7 separate regions of the Mus musculus genome follow, and regions 1, 3, 4, 5, 6 and 7 are each linked to region 2. A link is a contact called in public HiChIP or PLAC-seq and promoter capture Hi-C data. All regions are on one chromosome and are shown on one strand. The core of a region is the stretch at or near the end of the contact, and the rest is flanking DNA. Distances in the headings are between cores, read along the strand shown. Region 1 has its middle 40 kb from the start of Gm46326. Region 2 holds the start of Sox11 (SRY (sex determining region Y)-box 11). Region 3 has its middle 20 kb from the start of Cmpk2. Region 4 has its middle 61 kb from the start of 1700020D12Rik. Region 5 holds the start of 4930549C15Rik (RIKEN cDNA 4930549C15 gene). Region 6 has its middle 26 kb from the start of Gm25564. Region 7 holds the start of Rnf144a (ring finger protein 144A).

Evidence for each region. Promoter capture Hi-C pulls out the DNA fragments that hold promoters and counts their contacts. HiChIP or PLAC-seq counts read pairs in DNA pulled down with a chosen protein or histone mark.
Region 1: an H3K4me3 HiChIP or PLAC-seq map of embryonic basal ganglia shows a contact between it and region 2, with 4 times the contacts expected there. The contact joins the enhancer-like site here to the promoter of Sox11 in region 2. A contact is called at or near these places in 4 of 39 promoter capture datasets (the 3T3-L1 cell line, frontonasal cranial neural crest, hematopoietic stem and progenitor cells and 1 more), 1 of 484 Hi-C or Micro-C datasets (myocytes) and 9 of 115 datasets of contacts at active chromatin or transcription factors (SST interneurons, differentiating embryonic stem cells, embryonic basal ganglia and 6 more).
Region 3: an H3K4me3 HiChIP or PLAC-seq map of embryonic limb bud shows a contact between it and region 2, with 5 times the contacts expected there. The contact joins the enhancer-like site here to the promoter of Sox11 in region 2. A contact is called at or near these places in 4 of 39 promoter capture datasets (embryonic stem cells, frontonasal cranial neural crest, hippocampal neurons and 1 more), 6 of 484 Hi-C or Micro-C datasets (the N1E-115 cell line, cerebral cortex, cortical neurons and 2 more), 18 of 115 datasets of contacts at active chromatin or transcription factors (SST interneurons, astrocytes, craniofacial prominence and 13 more) and 1 of 9 other capture datasets (adipose tissue).
Region 4: a contact with region 2 is called in an H3K4me3 HiChIP or PLAC-seq map of embryonic forebrain, with 10 times the contacts expected there. The contact joins the enhancer-like site here to the promoter of Sox11 in region 2. A contact is called at or near these places in 4 of 39 promoter capture datasets (the 3T3-L1 cell line, cranial neural crest and liver) and 13 of 115 datasets of contacts at active chromatin or transcription factors (craniofacial prominence, embryonic basal ganglia, embryonic forebrain and 8 more).
Region 5: a promoter capture Hi-C map of hippocampal neurons shows a contact between it and region 2, with 7 times the contacts expected there. The contact joins the promoter of 4930549C15Rik here to the promoter of Sox11 in region 2. A contact is called at or near these places in 1 of 39 promoter capture datasets (hippocampal neurons) and 1 of 115 datasets of contacts at active chromatin or transcription factors (astrocytes).
Region 6: a contact with region 2 is called in an H3K4me3 HiChIP or PLAC-seq map of embryonic limb bud, with 5 times the contacts expected there. The contact joins the enhancer-like site here to the promoter of Sox11 in region 2. A contact is called at or near these places in 3 of 39 promoter capture datasets (cranial neural crest, hippocampal neurons and liver), 2 of 484 Hi-C or Micro-C datasets (cerebellum and cerebral cortex) and 11 of 115 datasets of contacts at active chromatin or transcription factors (astrocytes, craniofacial prominence, differentiating embryonic stem cells and 8 more).
Region 7: a contact with region 2 is called in a promoter capture Hi-C map of hippocampal neurons, with 5 times the contacts expected there. The contact joins the promoter of Rnf144a here to the promoter of Sox11 in region 2. A contact is called at or near these places in 3 of 39 promoter capture datasets (hippocampal neurons, neural stem cells and second pharyngeal arch cranial neural crest), 2 of 484 Hi-C or Micro-C datasets (both in embryonic stem cells) and 8 of 115 datasets of contacts at active chromatin or transcription factors (astrocytes, cardiomyocytes, embryonic basal ganglia and 5 more).

What each region holds. Positions count from the first base shown.
Region 1 is chr12:28,083,686-28,086,982 of GRCm38.p6, reverse strand. No RefSeq gene overlaps it. Among named protein-coding and RNA genes, the nearest start is that of Gm46326, 40 kb to the right of the region's middle. Within about 2 kb of position 1,297, at least 5 of the 459 cell types and tissues checked have an H3K27ac peak or open chromatin away from gene starts, as enhancers often do. A contact at or near this core is called in embryonic basal ganglia, where this site is marked.
Region 2 is chr12:27,340,758-27,344,025 of GRCm38.p6, reverse strand. Sox11 (SRY (sex determining region Y)-box 11) reads left to right here and starts at 1,308. Exons shown (of 1, transcript NM_009234.6): 1 at 1,308-3,268. The coding sequence starts at 1,618. The coding sequence ends at 2,805.
Region 3 is chr12:26,487,371-26,490,404 of GRCm38.p6, reverse strand. No RefSeq gene overlaps it. Among named protein-coding and RNA genes, the nearest start is that of Cmpk2, 20 kb to the right of the region's middle. Within about 2 kb of position 1,319, at least 17 of the 459 cell types and tissues checked have an H3K27ac peak or open chromatin away from gene starts, as enhancers often do. A contact at or near this core is called in the N1E-115 cell line, cortical neurons and embryonic limb bud, where this site is marked.
Region 4 is chr12:26,550,144-26,553,262 of GRCm38.p6, reverse strand. No RefSeq gene overlaps it. Among named protein-coding and RNA genes, the nearest start is that of 1700020D12Rik, 61 kb to the left of the region's middle. Within about 2 kb of position 1,587, at least 5 of the 459 cell types and tissues checked have an H3K27ac peak or open chromatin away from gene starts, as enhancers often do.
Region 5 is chr12:26,345,178-26,348,223 of GRCm38.p6, reverse strand. It overlaps 4930549C15Rik (RIKEN cDNA 4930549C15 gene), which reads right to left and starts at 1,514. Exons shown (of 5, transcript NR_130981.1): 1 at 1,314-1,514. The region is part of intron 3 of Rnf144a (ring finger protein 144A); the gene reads left to right.
Region 6 is chr12:28,322,441-28,325,498 of GRCm38.p6, reverse strand. No RefSeq gene overlaps it. Among named protein-coding and RNA genes, the nearest start is that of Gm25564, 26 kb to the left of the region's middle. Within about 2 kb of position 1,643, at least 6 of the 459 cell types and tissues checked have an H3K27ac peak or open chromatin away from gene starts, as enhancers often do.
Region 7 is chr12:26,413,366-26,416,561 of GRCm38.p6, reverse strand. Rnf144a (ring finger protein 144A) reads left to right here and starts at 1,300. Exons shown (of 10, transcript NM_001081977.2): 1 at 1,300-1,461. It overlaps Mir6538 (microRNA 6538), which reads left to right and starts at 1,552; the gene lies at 1,552-1,661.

The DNA of each region.
Region 1 (3,297 bases), core at 48-2,547, 740 kb before region 2:
GTAAGACACAAATACTAAGCACATCGGATTCCACGTGTCTTCTTTGTGCCCATAGGATGGCATCATGGGTGAAACAGTGCCATTGAATTATTTTGCATCAATTAGTCTTGATTAATATCAAGTGAATCATGCTTTTAGCATGATGACATGGTACCCTGGACAACCTGAAAAGGCGAGTGAATGGAGCAGATGGGAAAAACAACGGTGTGAGAGGTAGACATGATGTCTAATCTCCCTGTGAACCTAAGCCCTCTGTGAATCTGCTAGACATCAGGGTCACCCATGTGGAGTCCAACACAGAAAATCTCTGTTTATTTTTGGAAGAAATAACTCACACCTCTTAACTCAGAGAGCTTGAGGTAGTGAGTGGATAAGAGAAGGAAAAATTTTGCCGGAACATCAACTGAGTTCATTGCACAGATGTGTAAGGATTGCTTTCAGCCTTTTTCAGGTTTTTCTCACTATCTCTCTCTTTGAGTTTGTTTCCATCTCAATATAAATTACTTTATCTCTAGATTCCCTATGCTGCAGTCATAGAAGAAATGCCTGCAACCGACTTGTGTTTTTCATTTTTCATATCTCTGTCAAACATGCTAATCTAGCCAAGGACCATGACATCTGAGAGTTCCCTAGAACTCAGAAATTGAGCATCATACTTAATTCTTGTATCTCCATGTATGTCATTGCATTCTTAATTCAAGAGTATCCTGTATGTGAGTTTGATAAACATGCTGAAGAATTTTTCTCCATTGTTAATTGATATCCCTTTCCAAAACTGTCTCACCTTTAGCTTCACAGCTACAGGCCACATGTTTATTTACCTTTGCATGGTGTAGTCTTCTGGGGAAATGCTGAAGAAATGCCTGCAACCGACTCTATCTTACAGAGACTTGGGGTTGCAACAGCTCTGGAGATCTTGAGGTGCCATGCTCACCAAAGCCACTGGAGATGGGAAATGTTCTGCAACCATCTCCAGAGGATCCAGGTGGCCCAACATCTCTTTGTCCAATTCCAACATCTGATTTCTGGGCAAAGCTTTCTCACTTCGAGTCTCTCCTTTGCACACAGCCACAAGCACTTTCTTGTTATCTTAAGGATCTTTATGGATCCACTTGGTTTCAGCTACACAAACTGGCATCAATGCTATGAACAGTCCCAAGAAGAATTAAAATGTTTGCATGTTTTTAAGCTGACTACAGTAAGCCAGGAATGGTGATGAGTGTACTGTTAGCCCAGCAGAGTCTGTGTTCATACACGAGATGTGCTGATTAATACATCGCACAATTAGCTCCAGATCTTACAGCTGTGTTAATTGATGAGCAGTCAGAGCTTAGGGCTGTGTAATTATGTGCAGTGGAGTGCTGAGGCGGGAACTGGCTTTGTGATTCCGTTGGCTTACATTGAGGATACTTATTTAATCCTTTTGACTTAGACTTGGGTGCCAAAAAAGTGGTGCTAGCTACATCTCTGCAGCATTATGCCTCCAAGGCAGTGTTCTTTTGCAGTATTTGAGGAAAAAAAGATGATTCTAAAAACTGCGGTCACACCCAGCTATCTGTGGGGAAAGATGATTTTCTTGCTTTTTTGTGAAATGCACTGGACATTTTGAACATTTCCAAGCTGATTTCCTAATTAGCTTCTGTACCGTACATACGATAACTCCACAGATACAGTGGGATCATACTCAAGTGTAGACTTAGAATTGACTGTTCCTTTGGGACAGCAATATCAGGAAATTATTTTTTGTAGTAATTTATTATTTTGTATTCACTTTACATCATGATCACAGTTCTTCCTTCCTCCCAGTCTCTCACCCTTACAAAACCCTCCCTGAATTACCCCCTCCTCTTCTCCTCCTTTAGGTACTGCCCCACCCTGGGATATCCAGTCCTCTCCCACTGAGGCCCAACCAGGCAGTCCAACTAGGGGGAGAGGATTCAATTGCAGGCAACAGAGTTACAGACAGCCTCATTCTCCCATAGTTATGGGATCCACATGAAGACCAACTTGCCCATCTGCTACAAATATGTGGGTGGCGAAGGTCCAGCCCCTGTGTGCTCTTCAGGCAATTCTTATGCAAGGAAGAGATGATAACAAGGAAAATCGCTGATTCAAGAGTGCTGACATAGACAGTGTAAATGCTTCTTCCACATGTAGCTCACCAATGGGGTCGCTGCAGAGGGCTAGATGAAGTTTGCCCATTTAAGTACTAAAGATAATTATGGGCAGGTACATTGTGAGGGTAGGAAGGGTGGCAACATGATCCAATCCCCTCCCCCACCCACTGTCATCATTTCCTGTCCTGCTCACATGACAATTTGTGAAAGACATGAACTCAAAATGTTAAGATATTTTTTAGACAACGTGGCTCTACAATAGCACCCTCTCTCTCTTTCTCCCCCACCCCAACACGCACGCGTGGAGAGTGAGACAGACAGACAGACACACTCAATATTTAAATCATACGGATGACACAGGATGAGTCTTAGCAGATTGTACTTCATCTTATTTATATTTATTCTTACATCACACCAAGTACATAGACCCTTCCTCCTGTCTTTCTTCTACTGGCATCTCTCCTGAAAAATGTTTGATGGTTATTAATCATTAATTTTAGGTTTCAGATTAGCTAAAATTATGTTCACAAATAATGTCCGTAAACACTCACTTTGTGTGATAGCATCTACACTGTATTACTTGCACAGTAGACAAAGTCAGAAAGCCATTGAGTCCACTCTCCACGTTTTGCTGATGTTCACAGTCTTTCAGCTGTGGATTTACTCTTTGTCCCCTAATCCACCACATGTCTATTTCATACTGACTTGGCTTCACATGAAGTCTGAATCTGAATATCTCACAGGGAACATCTCTATCACATGAAACAGAACTGCCCTCTTTCCATGGAGCCAGGTGGGTAACTGCATTTCCTTCATGTTCCAGTGTAAACCACATAGAACTCAGCACTTATAGGGAGACAGTTTGGACCTGGAATATTTATGTCTGTGTGTCTGTCTGTTTTTGTTTAACAATAGTCATGAAAGAAAAAAAAGCCATGGAGTTTGGAGGGAGAGGGAGGAAAACCAGGGGGAGGTAGAGAGGGTGGAGATGGGTGGAGTGATGTGGATGCAGTATTCATGCATAAAAGTCTCAGAATTTCATACTTACACTTATTAAATGGGTTAGTGAGCCCAATATCTATTGCTAGTACTGGTATTCATGTTTTCTAAAGTCACCAGGTACATGCACTGGTCCCCATGCTTCTGCTTGGACACAGAATTATCTATAGCTATGTAGGTT
Region 2 (3,268 bases), core at 59-2,558:
AAAAATAAAATGGCCTATGAAGACCTGGCACCATTCTATGTCCGGAGTGGGGATGTGTGGGAGATGAGAAGTGTAGTACCCTGTGCAGTACACCAACCTGAAAGGAAATATGTTTAGATAATTCCACTAGTCCCGGGCGGCCGATTTCTCGGGTGAGCAACTCCGGGTGGGGTGAGGGGCTGTAGATCTTAAGAACCAGCCCCCAGAACTGACAGTGGGTAGGTATGAGGAAAACAGGGTGAGCAGCCACGTTAAACAGAAAGCAGAAAGGCTTCGTTTCATTGTCCTCAGAAGAGCCATAGGTGGGTAAGAGACAACACAAAGAGAAGCGAGTTTCCAAGGAGCCCGGCAAAACCAGTAGGCAGGAGCCACCGCTCCAGCGGCAGCCTTAGCAGGCAAATAAGAAATATCTTCGCTTTAAACGAGAGTGCACTTCATTTTAGCTTTGGTTTGTACCGTTGGGTTAAAATAGCAAATGACCCAGAAGGTGCGTGCTGGGAGGCAGAGCTAGGGTTTCAGGACCGAGCTGCAGGGGAGGAGGGCGTAGGTGATGGACAGAGGAGGCGGGACGCGGGGAGTTGGGGAGGCCTATGGAGTAGAAAGTGGGGGAGGGGCGGCGATGCTGAGTCCCGGGCTGTTTCACCGATCCGGCCTGAATCCGTGAACTCCTTTCCGAACCGCTCCGGAGCCGCCCGGACACGGCGGTCTCCGAAGACCGTTACTCCAGCCGAACCGGCAGATGCGCGCGATCCAGGAGGGAAAACGAGAGGGGGAGAGACGGGACAAAACCCTGCGGGTGCGCGGGGAGGGGGGGAGGGAGGGCCCGGCGACCGGGCTCTAGAAAGAGGGAGAAAAAGAACCGGAGGATGAGCCCACGTGCACGGTGCCGCGCGGTGTCGAAGCGCCACCTTCTGCTGGATAGCGGCGCAGCGCGATCGCGCGCGGGTTTAGGGCGCGACGCGCCCAGGATGAGCAGGGGCACCCACTCGCGGTGCCCGGGTGGGTGCATCTGCACTGGGGTTCAGTCCATCGTCCCGCGCCCTTGAGTCCGCGCTGGCGTCTCTCGCTCCGTCCTGCATCCGCCCGGGGGACACGCGCAGCTGTGCGCACTCGCGGATTTCTTTTGAAAAAATAACATATTTCTAGACAACTCCCCCCGCCCCCCATCTTTGCAAACTGGCCAGGAGGCGGGGCTGGAGGTGGGGCCCGTGGTTAATAACGGGAGATAGGCGGAGTCGGGACCAGCCATTGGCTGGTGGGAGTAGTGATGTCACCCATATGACACCCTGATAACGAGTTGAGAGAGAGCCCTCAACTTTTTGCAGAAGAAGCGCGCGCGCCTGGGAGTGCTTGGGGTCCGGCGCTTGCGGCGGCTGCCAGGAGTGAGAGAGCGAGAAATCAAGCGAGTGAGAGAGAGAGCGCGGGTCCCGGGCCGCCGCCGCCTCCTCTCCGGTCGCCGCCGCAGCCGCCGACGCAGCAGGGAACGGGGCCGGGGGGGAGGGGGGCAGCCGCGGACGCGCGCGGCCAAGGACTTTGCAACTTGCCGGAGAAGGTGGAGGGGCGGGAGGGGGAGGGGCGCCCGCGCAGGAGACCGAGCGCCCAGCCCCGCCGCGGACCATGGTGCAGCAGGCCGAGAGCTCGGAAGCCGAGAGCAACCTGCCCCGGGACGCGCTGGACACCGAGGAGGGCGAGTTCATGGCGTGCAGCCCGGTGGCCCTGGACGAGAGCGACCCGGACTGGTGCAAGACGGCGTCGGGCCACATCAAACGGCCCATGAACGCCTTCATGGTGTGGTCCAAGATCGAGCGCAGGAAGATCATGGAGCAGTCGCCCGACATGCACAACGCCGAGATCTCCAAGAGGCTGGGCAAGCGCTGGAAGATGCTGAAGGACAGCGAGAAGATCCCGTTCATCAGGGAGGCGGAGCGCCTGCGCCTCAAGCACATGGCTGATTATCCCGACTACAAGTACCGGCCGCGCAAAAAGCCCAAGACGGACCCAGCGGCCAAGCCCAGCGCGGGCCAGAGCCCCGACAAGAGCGCGGCGGGCGCCAAGGCAGCCAAGGGCCCCGGCAAGAAGTGCGCCAAGCTCAAGGCGCCTGCGGGCAAGGCGGGCGCGGGCAAGGCGGCGCAGCCGGGGGACTGCGCCGCGGGCAAGGCAGCCAAGTGCGTCTTCCTGGACGACGACGATGAAGACGACGACGAAGATGACGAGCTGCAGCTACGGCCCAAGCCGGACGCTGACGACGACGACGACGAGCCCGCGCACTCGCACCTGCTGCCGCCGCCGACGCAGCAGCAACCCCCTCAGCTGCTGAGGCGCTACAGCGTGGCCAAGGTCCCCGCCAGCCCCACGCTCAGCAGTGCCGCCGAGTCCCCCGAGGGCGCGAGCCTGTACGACGAAGTGCGCGCGGGCGGCCGGCTCTACTACAGCTTCAAGAACATCACCAAGCAGCAGCCTCCGCCCGCGCCTCCCGCGCTGTCGCCCGCGTCCTCCCGCTGCGTGTCCACCTCCTCATCCAGCGGCAGCAGCAGCGGCAGCGGCGCCGAGGATGCAGACGACCTCATGTTCGACCTGAGCTTGAATTTCTCCCAGGGCGCGCACAGCGCCTGCGAGCAGCCACTGGGCGCGGGAGCGGCGGGGAACCTGTCCCTGTCGCTGGTGGATAAGGACCTGGATTCCTTCAGCGAGGGCAGCCTGGGTTCCCACTTCGAGTTCCCCGACTACTGCACGCCGGAGCTGAGCGAGATGATCGCGGGGGACTGGCTGGAGGCGAACTTCTCCGACCTGGTGTTCACGTATTGAGAGGCGCAGGGCTCCTCGGGAGGCAGTCGTGGCGGTCAGGATAAAGAGGATGGTGGGGGGAGGGGGAGAAGATGCTCATGGTCAGAGAGATGTGGCGCTGAGAAATTGGAAACGGTGATGAAATGTTGTTGGAGTTAAAGTGAAATGAGTAGTTTTAAACAGATTTTCCAAGTTTTTTTTTTAATTTTTATTTTTAAAAAATTTTTTGGTCTCCCCACTCTTCCCGTCCTTTATCGTGTCTCAAGGTAGTTGCACACCTAGTCTGGAGTTGTGATTTTTTCCCCACCCGTAAAAAAACGTGTTTTGTAATTTCTATTTCTTTTTCCTGAAATTCGTGATTGCAACAAAGGCAGAGGGGACCGGGCGGGGGAGGGGAGGAGGCCCCGCTCCGGAAGGCGCTGTTTGAAGCTTGTGGCTCTTTGAAGTCTGAAAGACATCGGCAGAGGACCCTTTAGACGGCACA
Region 3 (3,034 bases), core at 70-2,569, 850 kb after region 2:
TCCCTCTAAGTGCATCTGTTCATGAGTATCAGATGAGGGTCTGACTATGGATGTAGAATACAGATATAAGCATGATATAGATGTAAGTGTGAAAAGTACTCAAGAATTTGAGCCAATTAGGCTGATGAGAGGTACCAAGTTAGGTAGAGGAATAGTGAAGGTCTGTTATGCTAGAAGGAGAACTGAATGAAGCTCTTAGGGAGATGAATAGCTGGGGCATCCATTAGAACTCACTATTGAAGGGATCTCATTGCATGCAGTTCAATGATTAGACTGTAGGGGCAGTAGAGTGCCATGCCAGTGGGGCTAGGGGGTGGGTGGGGTGGGGGATGGGGTGGGGGGGAATGATTTACTCTTACTTCCCAGGGAGACAAAGGGTGTGAAACTAAAAAGGAATGAGATGAGTGGTCACCTATTTACTAGTCCTTTTACGGTCCCTGGGGAAACTCAGAGGAGAGTCTTTATGCAAAAGATTCACTTACTTAAAGGCATTGTGGAAAGAGATATATATAGAATACACAATATGCAAAATCAACACTTTCCCAAGTTGTTGAGACACACCAATACCCTGTACTACCATCTTGTTAGACACGGGAATGATGTAAGTGAATCACATTTTAATTCAGATGAAGCAATGGCCTAGTGGAAATAGGGGACCCATAGAACTCTTGGAATCAGGTCCTGATTTGTAAAAAGATAAATAGAAGCCCACAGACAAAGGATGACTTCTTAGAGATCATACACACCCAGTTGGAAAAGATACTAGCTCTGCTTGCAGCCTGGTATTCCTCCGTCTATCAACCTGTATATATGCACAGAAGACACAGCCATCATTTTAAATGAAGAAACAAGACCATATAGTTCTGTAAACATTTCACCTGAAAGACACATCTTCAACTCCACTAACTCTATAGCACTTTACATTTAGTGCAAACTTTTTGCAAGTAAAAAGAGCCAAGAAATGCAGGCTGCAACACTCAGAGGTTTAGGGGAGCTCTTTGTGTTGTTGCTTTCAGTTGATTTTGTTTTCAATTAAAACTCAGAAAATAATCTTCCCCAGCTCAGAGATGAACCAGGACTGCATTAGAATTGGAAGAGCCAACCCAGCAGGTGAGCCAGAAGTGAACTGTGATTGCACCCTTGTTTTGCAGAAATGGAACACATCCTCAATTATGTCAAAATAAGCAGGGTCATTAATATCATGAATGTTAATAAAAATGTTGGAAACTCCACAGGAAAAAGTTTACGATGTGTTTTCTAAACCCTGGTATGTTGATGGCTGTTTAGTCATTCCAAGAGCTGAGACCTTGTAGGCACCATTATTAGCAGGATCCAACATAAGCAGTACCATTTACTTGGAATGCTATGAAATGAGGGGACCAGGGAGGGGACATTTTGAAAACAAATGAACAAGTACACATAAAAACAGAGAATGTTTCTTCATGCCAGATCCCAAATCGTAAACCTTGCAAGGAAGAAAATATGAGTGTATGCCTGTGTGTAAGTATGATTGTGTATTATTTACTGTCCCTGATATGCTGACACAAGCCATCAAGTTATAAAAAGCACTAGAGAAAGAGTTGCAGAATTTATTACTCTGGCATGCATCTGCTGTTACAAATTAGATGACCCAGAGCAGGGCAGGTCCCTCTCTGGGCCTCATTTTCCACAACTATTAAAGAGATTGAGCCCCGTGATCACCATGGCCTTTCTTTGAATATTTTTCTGACCTCGGGGCTGTATTTAGAATTCTTGAAGCACGAAATTAGCCACTTTGAAAGACTTGCTACTTTGACCTAGAAATGTTCTTCAGTCTGTCCTTTGTTTCCCCATTAGAGACGGCATTTAAATAAAAATGAAAGGAACTACTGTTGTTTTTCCAGGCGGTGCAGTTTGTGCTTAATGAGAAAAGTGGTTATCAAGCAAACAGAGCAGCTCTCCTGGAAATGAGCGAAATAGGCACTTTTCCTCCCTCTAGTGGGAATGGAGTGGACTGTCGCTCAGTTCAGTAGACCGTGAGCCTCAGACCACAAGCAAAAAGGCAAGCAAAAGGAAGTGGGGTTGAGCCGAAGGTTTTCCACAAAGGCATCTTGCACATAACACTTCCTTAAAGGAGCTCCAGATTCAAAAATAAAAAGCTCCGAAGGAGAATTGAGCCAAGGCATGGTCATCAAATACAACCCATGCAGGCTGAAGAGACGGTTTGCCAATTTAGTTTATCCCTTTCTGTGTCTTAAAATTGGCTCTTGTGTGGAAATCACAAAGCATGCGAGTGAGGCAGTCTAGAAAGACTAGCTGGGCAGAGTTTAGCGCTCTGGGAAGCAAGAATGCACCTATCAGAGTGCGGTACAGGGAGATGCGAGTTTCCACTTAGTTTTCAATGCCTGATGCATGTCCTAGATGGGTCTCTTCTAAGTCTCGGGGATCTTGGCTGACACCCCAAACCAAGTCATTTACCCCGGCCTGGGTTTATCTCACAAAACTATACACATTACAAGAGGACCATAGTGAGGATGTGTCTGCCTCCCCACTGAGGGAGCTTTTCTGCTCCTTGCAATTTGAGGGGATACAAAGGGACAGGAGCAAAGAGTGACACATAGTGACATCAGGACTTGAAGACATTCATACTCAGCTGTCCTGTAATTGCCATGCTAGGAACTCTTATTTATTCATTCATTCACTCATTCATTCATTTTGAGAGTCTCAAGCATAGAGCTTTCTATGTAGTCAGAACCTACCTTTATTGACATAAAAGCCACCACTCTCATCTTAAAGGGAATAAGAGACAGTTTATTCTGGAGCCATTTATGATTGATCATGGCCTAGAAACACAGATTTAGGTTACCCCAAACTCCGTGTTCCAATACGAACACAGTTTCATAGGATTTTTACAGTGTTACAGAACAAAGAAAGTGAATAAATCAAAGTGAGTTCAAAATACATTGGTGGGTATACCAGAGAGGCAGGTACAGGGAAATGAAGGAAGCTTTTGGATAGGCCCAAGATGCTAGATGGTGACACACTCAGCTCTTGG
Region 4 (3,119 bases), core at 338-2,837, 790 kb after region 2:
AACACAAGAAAATCAAGAAGAGGGAAGACCAATGGGTGGATACTTCATTCCTCCTTAGAATAGGGATCAGCTTACTCTCTAAAGGGCTACATTCCAGTGGAACGTGACCCACAGCATGCTGGGAAGGGAGGTCTTAGATCTAATTTTTAAAAAATAGAGAAGCAATAACCCTAGGAAGACATCTTTCAAACCGTACGTAGTTGAATGAAAAGCCTTCCTCTGTGCTTAGGGCAGGTTAGTTATCAGTAAATTCCTACAACTTGACAGAAGAGCCACTGTGGGAGACACTGATGTCTCAGGTCATCAGGTCATCTCTCCATATTTTCCAGTACTGTGTGAGAATGATGTGTTTTCAGATTCACAGACAGCTCTACCCCTCATATATATATATATATATATACCATATATGACTATCCCACTTTCCATTTGCTCTCTTGTTCCCTTCAGAGACTCTAAACTCTTTACATCCCTCTCTCTATGTACCCCAGATGGTAGGGTCTGGGACTGGATGGATGATGGGCAGAGATCAGATACACATTGACGAATGATACCCTTGTGGCACTGGCCTCCTGCCCCTCTTGGTGGCTACCATCATAGTGTGTTCAGGTTTCCTTTTTTGGTATTCCATAAGTTGTCAAGCTAGCTAGAGGTACAGGCCAGGGAACCCAGGGAGAACAGGCCCTTCCTAACCTGGCAATGTGTAGGTGACTTCAGATAACATTAACACAAATCATAGTTCCTACTGGACACAGAGAAACTGAGGCTTGGGGAGCCAAATGTTGGCTCTATCTTACACCTGAAATCCATTGATAGCATCTGATTCTGTCAGAAGGAAGGATGGATAGAAGGGAGGGCATAATAATTTTAAAATGAGAAAATCAACTAGCTTTCTATCTTTCTGATCACTCACACAACTATTACCTCCCATCCTTCCTCTCTGCCTAGTGTTCCCTTTCCTCATCTCCTTTGTAGACATTATACTGCACCCACACGCGTATTTGTTTGCATACATACATATACTATAGGCTAGGATCTGTGTACCCTGGAGAACACATGGCCTCTTTCTTTCTGAGATTATGCGACCTAACTTAACATTAGGCACTGGAAGTCTATCTATTTTCCTGCAAATCTTGTGACCACAGGTTCCTTTTAGAGATGAATTACTATTCATTTCAGCTTTCATAGAAGATAATGTTATTAACTTCATAAACTATCGCTGCCTTGGCATAACTTGCAAAGAGAAGAGTCCCAGGGAGATAGGATGGAGACTCCTGTGTTGGCTAGTGAGTGGTCCAGAGCAAACTCAGAATGAATCTTCTGGTGACACATCCCCAGTACTTCGGTGACAAATTGCTTAGCCTCCCAGCATCAGGGCCCTTGGTGCTGCAGTGAGCTCTGGGGACAACAGGCATGTTTATGTATTTCAGTCACCTTGCTTTACTCCTCATTAGCTTAATTTAATGCGCTTAAGATCCTCACATTCTGCGACTAAAGTGTCTCAATTTTACTGACAGAAAATCTGAAGCTCACTACAGCTTTACAGCTTGATTGAGGTTACACAGCCCGGCAATAAGCAAGCTGTGTTTAAGCCCTCGGCTGCCCGGATCTTACACTGGATTGTATCTGCTGAGAGTTTTTTAAATGCAGTCTCAGACAACCATCTCCCTTCCATCCTCTCTGCATTTGTCCTCCAAACCTGATTATTAATTTGCAGCATCCTAGAGTCACAAATAAACTGTTAGGTGCTGAAGTTACCAATTAAGTGTGATTGTTTTATTTGGTTCAAGGAGATAAAGGCTCTCCCGTACCTCATCTGTCATAAAGGCCTTGCTTAAAAATCAATCGCTCAGTAGAGACATCCTAGTCCAACATGGAGATAAAAGGGAGATTTAAAAGTCATGATGCGAATCTGTCCTGGAGGCTAATCGAGGATGGAGGGAGGGGGAAGAGCAGTCTGTTGGTGTTCTCAGCCTCCTATTAGCTCCCTCATCTATTTATTGTCAGGACTATCATTAGGAAGATTAAAAACCCAGTGCCTACAAATAGTCCTGGAATTTTTGTCTTTCATTAGTGACTTATTATTATTATTACTGTAACCCTCCCACTCCCCCCAGCAAAGACAATGATTTCTTAGTCTACATCAGGATGTAATCCATAGAGGATTCATCAGGGCTGAGAAAATATTAAACGCTATTTCCAACCTCTGCATCCTATTGTCAGAGGCCATCGTTGATAATAATAGCTTTAATTTATAGAAATATAAATAATACAATAGTGACACCAGGAATCTAGGATCCTATAAATCTGTCACCGGTCAGTACAAATGAGCACGGCTAAATGAAACCCAGCTATAAATATACCCTGTACCATCTCAAGATAGGAAAAATTTGCAAAAATAAAAAGAGCAGGAACCATAATTGCAGTAAAAATGGAAACCTCTCCAGTCACCAGAGGGCTTTCACCTTGAAATATGAGCCATCTTTGTTTTCCCTTTTCCCCCTCTGTTGAAATTTCAAAATGTATTGAATTTGTTTCTTATGAGAGGAAACAGCCACCATGCATCTTATCTCAGGCAATGCCCCTGCATGCGAGCTCATGTGCCCTCTATAACTTACAGAGCGATCATGCCGTGCAGGCTCACCCTGCTCCTTACACTAAGTAGATATATGGTTTTACAAATGACCTACATGTTTGTGGTATTAGATTGCATGGGTGCTATCATGTTTTTTTTTCCCTCTAAGAAACACATTTGCTGCCTAAAATTAATGAAATCTGCTTTGAGGAATATTCTCTCTATATAAGAAACGTCACCTGTCCTCAGTGGCTGAACAAAGGCATTTCTGTGATTCTTGCTGCTATTTTAGGCACTGTTCTATTGATTCTTCCAGGAAAGACCCTCACTGCTTTATTCAATGCTTACAGAGCACATATGTAGAACTGAAAGGTAGAGAATAAGCTGGGTGGACCCACTTAATATTCCTGCCAAACACGGATCATTAAAAACATCTTCAATCTAAACAAACGGTCTCAATTTAAAAAAAAATGCTGAGAGATGGCTGTCCCCACAGGAGCAGGGCTGCCTTTCACTGGGTATGTCTGCTCATGAAGGAGCTGAGAGA
Region 5 (3,046 bases), core at 265-2,764, 1.0 Mb after region 2:
TGGTCTGTTTACATTTTGAATATACAAGTGGATCAGAATTTCCATGGTTTAATCTGCCCTGAAATCACTCTCATAGATGCATTCAGAGGTGTGTTTTCCTAATCTGTGAGTTTCTCAATCTTTGGATCTGAAGCAAGATCAGCCACTCTGAAACTTCTTCAAGATGGTCTGCTGGAGCCTCAGGTTGATATTGAACATTTCCCCAAAGATGGTCTCAGCAGAATTTCTCCTATGTGTGTCTGTGACTTTGTTTTTGGTTGTTTGTTTGATTGTTTTCACCTGTGGGCAGCAAGAGCTCTGGAAACAATTTGGACAACCATGTGGACATTTCTTTCTGTGGTGCTGATGATGTAATTGTGAATCTCTGAGCACTCAAGTGGAGGGGAAGTATGGGGTGAAAAGCTGTGAAGCCACCCTGCCTACGGTTCTGTGTCTGTGTATCAGTCTATACCCCATCCAGCCCCCTACACATCTCAGTGTTCAGTCATGACTGCTGTTCCTGTCCTAGAGTTCCTAATGCCTGGCCTGCACTCTCATCTGGACAGGTGTGTATTAAAGGTGTGAACCCCTAAAGCTTCTGTGAAGCTCCCTGACACCTGCTGATCTTTGAGTGAGTGGTCTCTGTCCAACCCCCCCGCCCCCCCCCAGCCATGTTACAAGATAGACAAGTAGTAGGCTCCCTCTTTGTCCTTTGCTCCGCTGTCTGCCTGGTCCTCCTATGGCAACATCTTAATTTAGGAATGGCCTTTATGGTGCAAAGCCATATTGCTGAGCTGTCTTCCTATAGAAAGGAATTCATGACCCAATTGATCCCCAACATAGGGCCTTCTTAGATTTATCATATATTACTTATTTAGCATGTCAAACCCTTAATGAATGAGGTCATTATGAATTCACTGGGATGTCTGTAAACTTTCTTTAGGTATTTTTTAGAATTTAGTAGTATCTTGGGAAAACCTTAGCTTAAAATGTCATCCTTTTCTTTTGAGCCTACATTTCCTGGGGGTGAGGAGGCTTTTAAAAATAAAATTCACTGGTGAGACTTAGGTTGGGATTTGTAGGTTTGGATTTAGAGGTAGGAAAAGGTCACAGGTAGACCAGAGAGTGCCTCAACACGCACGCGCACACACACACAAACACACACACACACACACACACACACACACACACACACACACATGAACATGTACAAACATACACAGAGCTCCTCTGGTGACATACTGGCTCTTTATGGTCAACAAGCTTATGCATTCCTCACTAAAACTTTTACTTTGATCAGACTTCCTTTATTTTTACCCAGAATTCCACCTTACCTTCCAAGATCAGTGTCATACATATTTGGATGATTTCAAGAAAATTTGAATCCTGGCAATCTTGAGGATCGTTGTCCAGCATTCTTTAGGACATTCCTGAATCACTATTTGCCTGCTATTCTTCCCACCATAAGACTGGGTGTTGCAGGTTTATGGAGTAGACCACAGCCTGAAGTGTCAATCTCACCCAGCCTAGTCAAGGGTGCACACTGTCACCCGGCCTGACTACTGTGACACCCACAGTGTGCCTCCACCAGACACAGTGTGACATCACCCTGGCAGCCTCCTCTCTCTGCACCTGGACAGACAGTCCCTGTGTGCAGCCCACCCTAGAGTCTGAGTTGGGCTCCATCTCCCCGGGGGAAGTAGCTACAGAGGCCAGCAGAACTTTCTCACACAAGATATGTGTCTTTTCTCTTTTTTATTTTGAGACAGAGTTTCCCTGTGTAGCCAAGCCTATTCTGGAAGTCACTGCCCTCCTGACTCTGCTTCCAGAACACTGGCATTGCTGGTGCAAACTCTTGTGACTAGCTTGAAATTTGTGTCAAGTTCCAGTCAGTTACTTAACTGTTCAATCTCTTTTGTTTTTTTGTTTTGTTTCTTGATGGGCGCAAGGGCAGTGCTTTTGTATTTGGGGGTCACAGTGCATACCCTGCTCAGGGTATTCAGATCGTGGCACAATCTCTCAACTTGTGGGTGTCTTTGCACACTGCCAATGAGAGTGGATTGCTTTGAGCATATCCTTGCTCTGTGGGATGTGGGGTTTTCCGTGCTCCTCAAGAACCCTAATTGACCCTGCTAGAATCAGCCATTTGTCTTGTGCGTTCTGGTTCCTTAAACTGGAGCACTTTATTGGACTGATGATCTGGGCATGGCATGCATTCTATGCAGAGTCCATGCCTTCTGCGTCCTCGCAGCTGACGTGCAAGGAAGGCGCATGTGCACACATACTAACCAGTGTGTGTACCAGCACACTGCTGAGCTGTGTTTTCCATCTGCATCTATAGTATTCTAAGCATGGGTTCCTACTTAAACCTCCAGTGCTATTCTCTTATCCCAGGAGTTCTAGTGTCTTTGCCTCAATTAGATTAGCTTCAGCCTCCTACCCACAGGGATGCCTTGAAGTCAGTGCAGAGAAAGTATTGCTATTTATGTTAAGCATGGAAAAGTGATGACTGAGAAGGATTATCAGGTGTCTTGAGTAGCCACAGGCTTGTGGGCTCACATGCAGCGGCCACAGGGGACTATGGGGTATCCTGATATTATCCTGATCTGTCATTCCCCATCCCATTCCCTTGAGTCAGAGTCTCTTACTGAAGCAAGAGTTCCTCATTTTATGACCAGGATGGTTACCAGGGAAGCTAAGTTTCCATTTTGGGGTTCTTAGCCTCATTAATAAGATAAATTAGTAATGGACTCAAGAGGAAGCAAAGGACAATGTTATTAGACTTTAAGAAAAGATTCTGGGAAAAGAGACTGAGAGAAAGTATTGCTATTTATGTTAAGCATGGAAAAGAATCATCTTATTAAGGAAAAAAGAAACATGTCAGGTGGTGGTGGCACACACCTTTAATCCCAGCTCTTAGGATGCAGAAGGGTGGATCTCTGAACTCCAGACCAGCCTGGTCTACAGAGCTAGCTCCACGACAGACAGGACTACACAGAGAAACTGTCTAGAAACCAAACAAAACACAAAGAAAGAAAAAAGCACCCCTAAGAATGGGTTTCCCTAG
Region 6 (3,058 bases), core at 394-2,893, 980 kb before region 2:
CATGGCCTTCCATGGTAACACAGACCACAGACATCAACATGGCTTCAGGTGGGTGCACAACTAAGGACATATGCACAAGCTCCAGTGGCAGCACAGAACAAAGACCTGAACATAACCTCTGATGGCAGCAGCATGGGCCATGAACATCAATCAACATGGCTTCAGGTGGGTGCATGTACCACACAGAGACATCCACATGGCCTCTGCCCACTCCTGCCTCTGTGCAAGCTGCAGCAGTAGTGCCCCTGTTCTTTGGGCTGGCCAGCAGACCAAGGACTAGCCCTATTCAATAATAACATGTTGTTTGTCCACTGTAGCCGGGCTCCCATGCCGCTCCTATACCTTCCAAGCTGCTCTGGGTTCCCTGGGGTACCAGCAGCAGCTGCTGCCATCTTGAATCTTCTATAGAGTTCAGGATGTGCTTTTTAATTATCAACATCCATGCTGTAAACTTTGCAGCTGCTTCCACTGTATTCAAAGGATGCTGGCAAATCTGTACTTCATTTTTATCCCATCCTAAGGGATTCAAAAATCTCTTCTGTGTTTCTCTTCATTCACAAATATTTTGCTCAGCCTCCAAGTATTTGTGTAGTGTCTTTTGTTACTGATTCATAGTTTCATTCCTCTACATTTGGGTAAGATACACAATATGATTTTGATTTGTTTGTACTTATTAAGACTTGCATTATGATCTAAAGTATATTCTGTTATTAGAAATGGTTTCTTGTGCTGCTCAGATAAAAGTGCATTTTATATCAATTGTGTTGACTATTCTAGATATCTGTGAGGTCATTTTGATCTGTGGCCTTGACATGGGAGCTCTTCCAGTGATGAGTGTGTTTGTGTCATCAGATCTCCCTCAGGAAGGGTGTGCAGCTAGGACGCAACTCATAGTGCACAGGTGAGACAGAACACAGCCTGGTCACAGGAAACTCTCCTCAGGTCTTTCCTTTCTCACACTGATCTTCATGTCCTAGGCCAGGGGCCTTCCTCTCCACCAGCTGAAGGGTAGTTCTCTGCCAGGGCGGGGTGGCAACAATCACCTACCCATCAGACTGCAACTGAAGCAGATGGGAAACATTTCTGTGATGGGTTACCAGGTAGGTGTGCAGAAAAGATGTTACTCCCTCCCACTCTTCATAGCCAGGGGTGGGTAGAGGAGTGAGGAAAATTGCTTTTCAAGGAATGTGGTTTGTGTGTATGAACTGGCTCTAAGGAAGAGGTCTGTGTCTAGAGCAGCCTGACATAGTTCTAGCATTCATGGCCAATTCCTCCAAGCTGAATCTCCCAGCACATCTGTGCTCTGCAGTGCTCTGATACAACCTACAACTGATGAGAAGTTTGGGTGGAGAGGCAATGTCACAATAGCTCCCCAACTGAATACAATGCCACTGAGACAGAATGGAAGCCCCACAAGATCCTGTGAGGGCCTCATTTAATTCTGCCTCCTCTCAGCCACTCAGGGTCCTGTGGCTACATGCCCATCTTTGTGAAGATGCCCTGGTAGGGGACATACCAGAAAATGCAGACACTATTGATGTCTCCACAGAAGGATGTGTGGCTGCTTGCTTTCTTGTAACATAAACAAGGTAAATGTGTGCAAGCAGTCAGCCACAGGCAGCCCAAACCTGTCAATCAAAGAGACAAAGCATTGTCCTGCTGAAATTCCTTTGGCAGGGGCTTGTGTCAAAGCAAGCTTTGCCTGCTCTGGTGGTCAAAGAAAATGCCCTTAAAGGATTCAGAAATTCAGAGCTCTCGAAGGTGGACCTATAACCCCCAGGATTATTTTAACGTATGAATTGTGTTTGAATCTGTGATTTCCTAACTTACAAACAAAAGTTTCTCAAAAACATTTAGCATGCATTATTGTGTCAGAAAAATAAGAAAATGTGGGTAAGATAAGTCCTTTTTGTTTTTCCTTAAACACCTACTATAGACATTCTAAACTCAGTTCTTGATCATCAAACTTGATCAGGAAGATTAAAATTCATATATTCAGATGAACTTAGGGCTATCTCTTGTTGTTGTGTCTCCACCACTGTCTATCAACTTAATCGAAATCTAAACTGCCTTCATTTGTCCCCTGGATATTAAATATTCTAATTAAAATGCTGATACTTTACTAAATGCCAGCTTTCCTGACATATATAAACAATCTTTTTCCTCTCCATTTTCTCCTCTCCATTTAATAGGGGTGTTGGGTATGTTTTATGTCAACTTGACACAAGTCAAAGTCATTTGGAAAAGGGGAACTGCAGTAAGGAAAATGCTCTCACTAGATTGGCCTATGGTGCTTTTATTTTTTTATTTTTTATTTTTTATTTTTTTGATTGGTGACTGATGTGGGAAGCCTTAGCCTTCTGTGGACAGTGTCACTCATGGGTAGATTGAGCAAGCGTGAGGAATAAATAATCCAAAAAGCAGCACTCCTCCATGGCCTCTTCATCAGCTCCTGCTTCCATGTTTCTGTCCCAACTTCCCAGAATGATGGACCCCAAGCTGTAATATGGAATAAGCTCTGCATCTTTTATTCCCCGAGTTGCTTTTGATGTTTTATCAAAACAATAGAAACCCCCAACTAAGACAATAGGTCATTTATTATCTCCCTTTTTCATTATTTCCTAGGGGAAGTATAAAATAATGGATTTCACTAGATATTTTTATATATGCATATCATTGTTTATCATTTGTGTGTGCATGTGTTTGTATGCATATGTATATTATGCACATACATGAATATGTAGGTATAGGAAAGTGGTCAAATTTGGGTATCATTCTTCAGGAGCCTTCCTCCTTGTTTTTTTCCTCCTTGTTCTCAGTGGGAACTGTGCCTCACCAGTTAGTTCGGACTGCTAAAGCCCCGTCTCTGCTTCTACCTCTCACACGTGGTCTCTGAGCTGGGACTATAAGCAGGAACTTCCCTGTACAGCTTTTTATTTATTTATTTATTTAATGTGGATTTGGGTGCTGAACTCAGGGGCTTATGTTCTTTACTTCCTGAGCTCTCTCCAGCTCCATAAGTGTTTTAAACACGTTAACCAGTGCTCGTATCCTCCGA
Region 7 (3,196 bases), core at 51-2,550, 930 kb after region 2:
CAGCATCCTAGCACTGGATAATGGGGGTTGGGGTAGAGGCAGAAGGTCTCCTGGAACTTGCTGGCCAACAGGTCTGCATGAATTAAAGGGGTTTAGGTTCAGAATATACAGTAGAGAAAAAGAGGTGAACACCCCAGCATTGACTTTTGGCTTGCACTCACATACACATGTATAAACACAAATATGCACCTGGGAATGTAGCAGCAGACGGTAGATGGTACAGAGCTTTTAATCCTGTTTTAATTCTCTAGGGGAAAACTAGAGAAGTTGAGTTAGCAAATGGAGGCTCTCCAGTCCCCCAGCCAAAGAACGCAGTCCACAGCTGTTTGGACCCAAAGTGCTTGAGCAGAACATCTTAGGAGAGAGAGAGAGAGAGAGAGAGAGAGAGAGAGAGAGAGAGAGAGAGAGAGAGAGAGAGAGAGAGAGAGAGAACGCACACAAGTGTGGTGTGTGTGTGTATGTGTGTGTGTGTGTGTGTCTTGGATCCCCCCAAGGGCCTTCCCTAGTTAACTCCCACCTCCTGACATTCCCAGAGCCTCTCAGAAATATCTTTACCAGATGCAGACCAAGCGTTCAGAACACATGCCTGTGGGAACATTTCATTCTAGCCTTAATACATACTCAAAAGGTTCACCCATTTTTGCACGTTTGACATGAACTTCCAGGACCTACCAGAGGGATTGCAAGATAATAACTTATGGGAATTCCCATCCACTGGTGGATCTTAGGCTCTAAGGGAAAGAAACGAAATGCTTTGGCTTGTGCTTCATATATATGCACAGAGCCTCAGCCTCAGGTCCAAGCAGGTTGAGGACTCTTCTCATTCATTTGCATTATCAGAAGTTAGGGTGAAAAGATGATTCTTTCATAGTATTCATGGTAAACTACTCACAGGCAGGATAGCTGTCGGGCAGGTTCTGGCAAGTCCAGAGACTTGCTGTAATTTGCATAGACAGACTACTCTAGAGGGTCCCAGATACTTCACTGAGTGAGATTTCCAGCTTCTGACTGGTAGGGTCGGGATTTTTCACTCGTTTCTTTCTAGCTGTTGGCACTCGTTCTTCTAGTATTGAAAACAGGGGTCCAACTTCAGGAGGACTCATTGCCCCCTTGTCCCGCCACCCCCACCCCCCAACTGATCTGGGCCCTCCCTTTGGCATTGCTGGGGGCTGCTCGCCTGGTCCTGGTGCATGGACATTAAGGCACCTCTGAACGGCAGGGGGCGCTGGCGTGCAAACTGGCTCTGCCTCCCGCGCCCGCGCTTAGTGCGCGCTCGCGCCCCGTCGACCCCGCGCGCAGTTCTCAGGGCGCAGGGCGGGGAGGCATAAAGGGCGCTGCGCTGCGGGGCGGGCTGCACGCGGGAGGCTGACGGGGCAGCGGCACCCGCGAGCCGGCACCGGGCGGGGCCATCACAGCCACGCGCAAAGAGGCCGAGCGGGAGCCCGGACCGCGCGGGACCAGGTGGGTGACGCGCGCGTCCCCTTTGTGTCGGCATCGCCCGAGCGGGCCGCGCGGGATAAGGCTGTGCGGGGCTGGTTTCGGCCCCCTAACCCGTGCTGCCGGGCGGGGACCCCGCGGGCTCCGGGGCGGCGATGGGGACTATGCTCCGGGATTCCGCTGGGTGACGGCCGCGTCCTCCTGGCCGCTTGCACTTGGGGATCGCGCGCCACGGAGAAGTCTCCAGCCGCAGGCGCGGGGTGTGCTTTGCTGGAGTGGCCCGGGTGGGCGGCCGTCTGCAGGCCTTGGGTGGACTCCCGCCGTGACCTGGACATGGGCAGAGCGAGGGCGTGGGGAAGGTCGGGTCCGTTCTGGCCAGTGGCAGTCGCGAGTACCCCGCAGTGCTTAGCCGCGCCTGGCCGTGGGCATGGTCCTCTGCTAGCCTCTGGCCCAGGAGTCTCCGTGTCCCTTGTACCCCTCTTGCCCAAGGAAGTCCCCTCAGGACTCTCGTATCCCGTGCTCCGCATTGCTCCCGGTTTTCTACACCATCCGTGGAGCTCAGAGATTGTATCGCTCCTCCTGCTAAAACTGAAGGCTTCCTGGCCGCCGCCGTTGCGCGGGAAGAGGCGACTTCTTCACCCTAGGCGGGTCTCTGGTGGTCGCACTTAAAGTTTGCTCTAGTTCTTGTTTTGGTCTCTTTTTTTCAGAGAATACTTTAAAGTATACTTATTTTGAACAGTCCTACAGCCTGCTTGGTACAGGGTCAAAGGCCAAGTAACAAGGAGAGCTAGACAAGGCTCTGGGAAACCTTCCCAGGGTTCCTGTGTCCTAGGATTAGAAGGACAGTCCAATCTTGCTTAGGACAGTTCTAGGAAGGAAGGGCCTTCCAGGCGTGGTGTCTGGGAGACAGGTCCTTCTCAATGACCCCGGCCAGGGTAGTAGTTTAGACGGCTAAGAGACGCACATAAACACAGTAGCAGACAGAAGGAAAGGTGGTCAGTGTGCCCTCCGATGAGAGAGCAGAGACAGGGGCCTTTCTAAAGGAGGGATGTGGAATCAGATGACCAGTGGGGCGTAGCCAGGGTGGGGGAAAAAGCACCAGCAAAGGAATGCAGAGTGTGAAGAACCGTTCCCACGGGGTTGCCTCCTTGGCTCCCAAAGAGCCAAAGTTTCGCTCCTCTTCAGCCATACCATTGGTCTGGACTACTTTTTCCAGTGTCTTCCACAGTTTTGCTCTTATTACATTTTAAAGACTGCTAGGGAAGTATATCTGGAGGGGGTTTTGAATTGCAGGTGGAGACTCTGGACTTGGCCTCTGTTGAGTGGGACTCATGGGTGGTCTTGCAGGAGGACTACAAACAGTAAGTACTTCATGCTTCAGGGTGGCTATAGCAGTGTTAAAGGGCCAGGTGCCCCCGGTCGGGTTTTAAGTCAGACACCACCCTTTGCCATACACACCCATTTTACTTTCCAGGGGTCCAACTGACCCTTCTGGGAAAATGGGTGCATCTAATTCAGCATTTTCTGGACCCAGCACAATTTGAATTCTGGAGTTAACATTTTGATATATACACTCCTCTTTAGTTTTTTTCCAAGTGAGTTTTTGTAGGCTCCCTAGCCCAGGCTGGCCTGGAACTAACTCCCTAGGGAGCTGAACATGACCTTAAATTTCTGCAGTTTGCGCCAATGGAGTATTGGAGTGAATGGGACGGACCGCTATAATCAGTTTATGTATAATTGAGGTTTGAACACAGGGCTT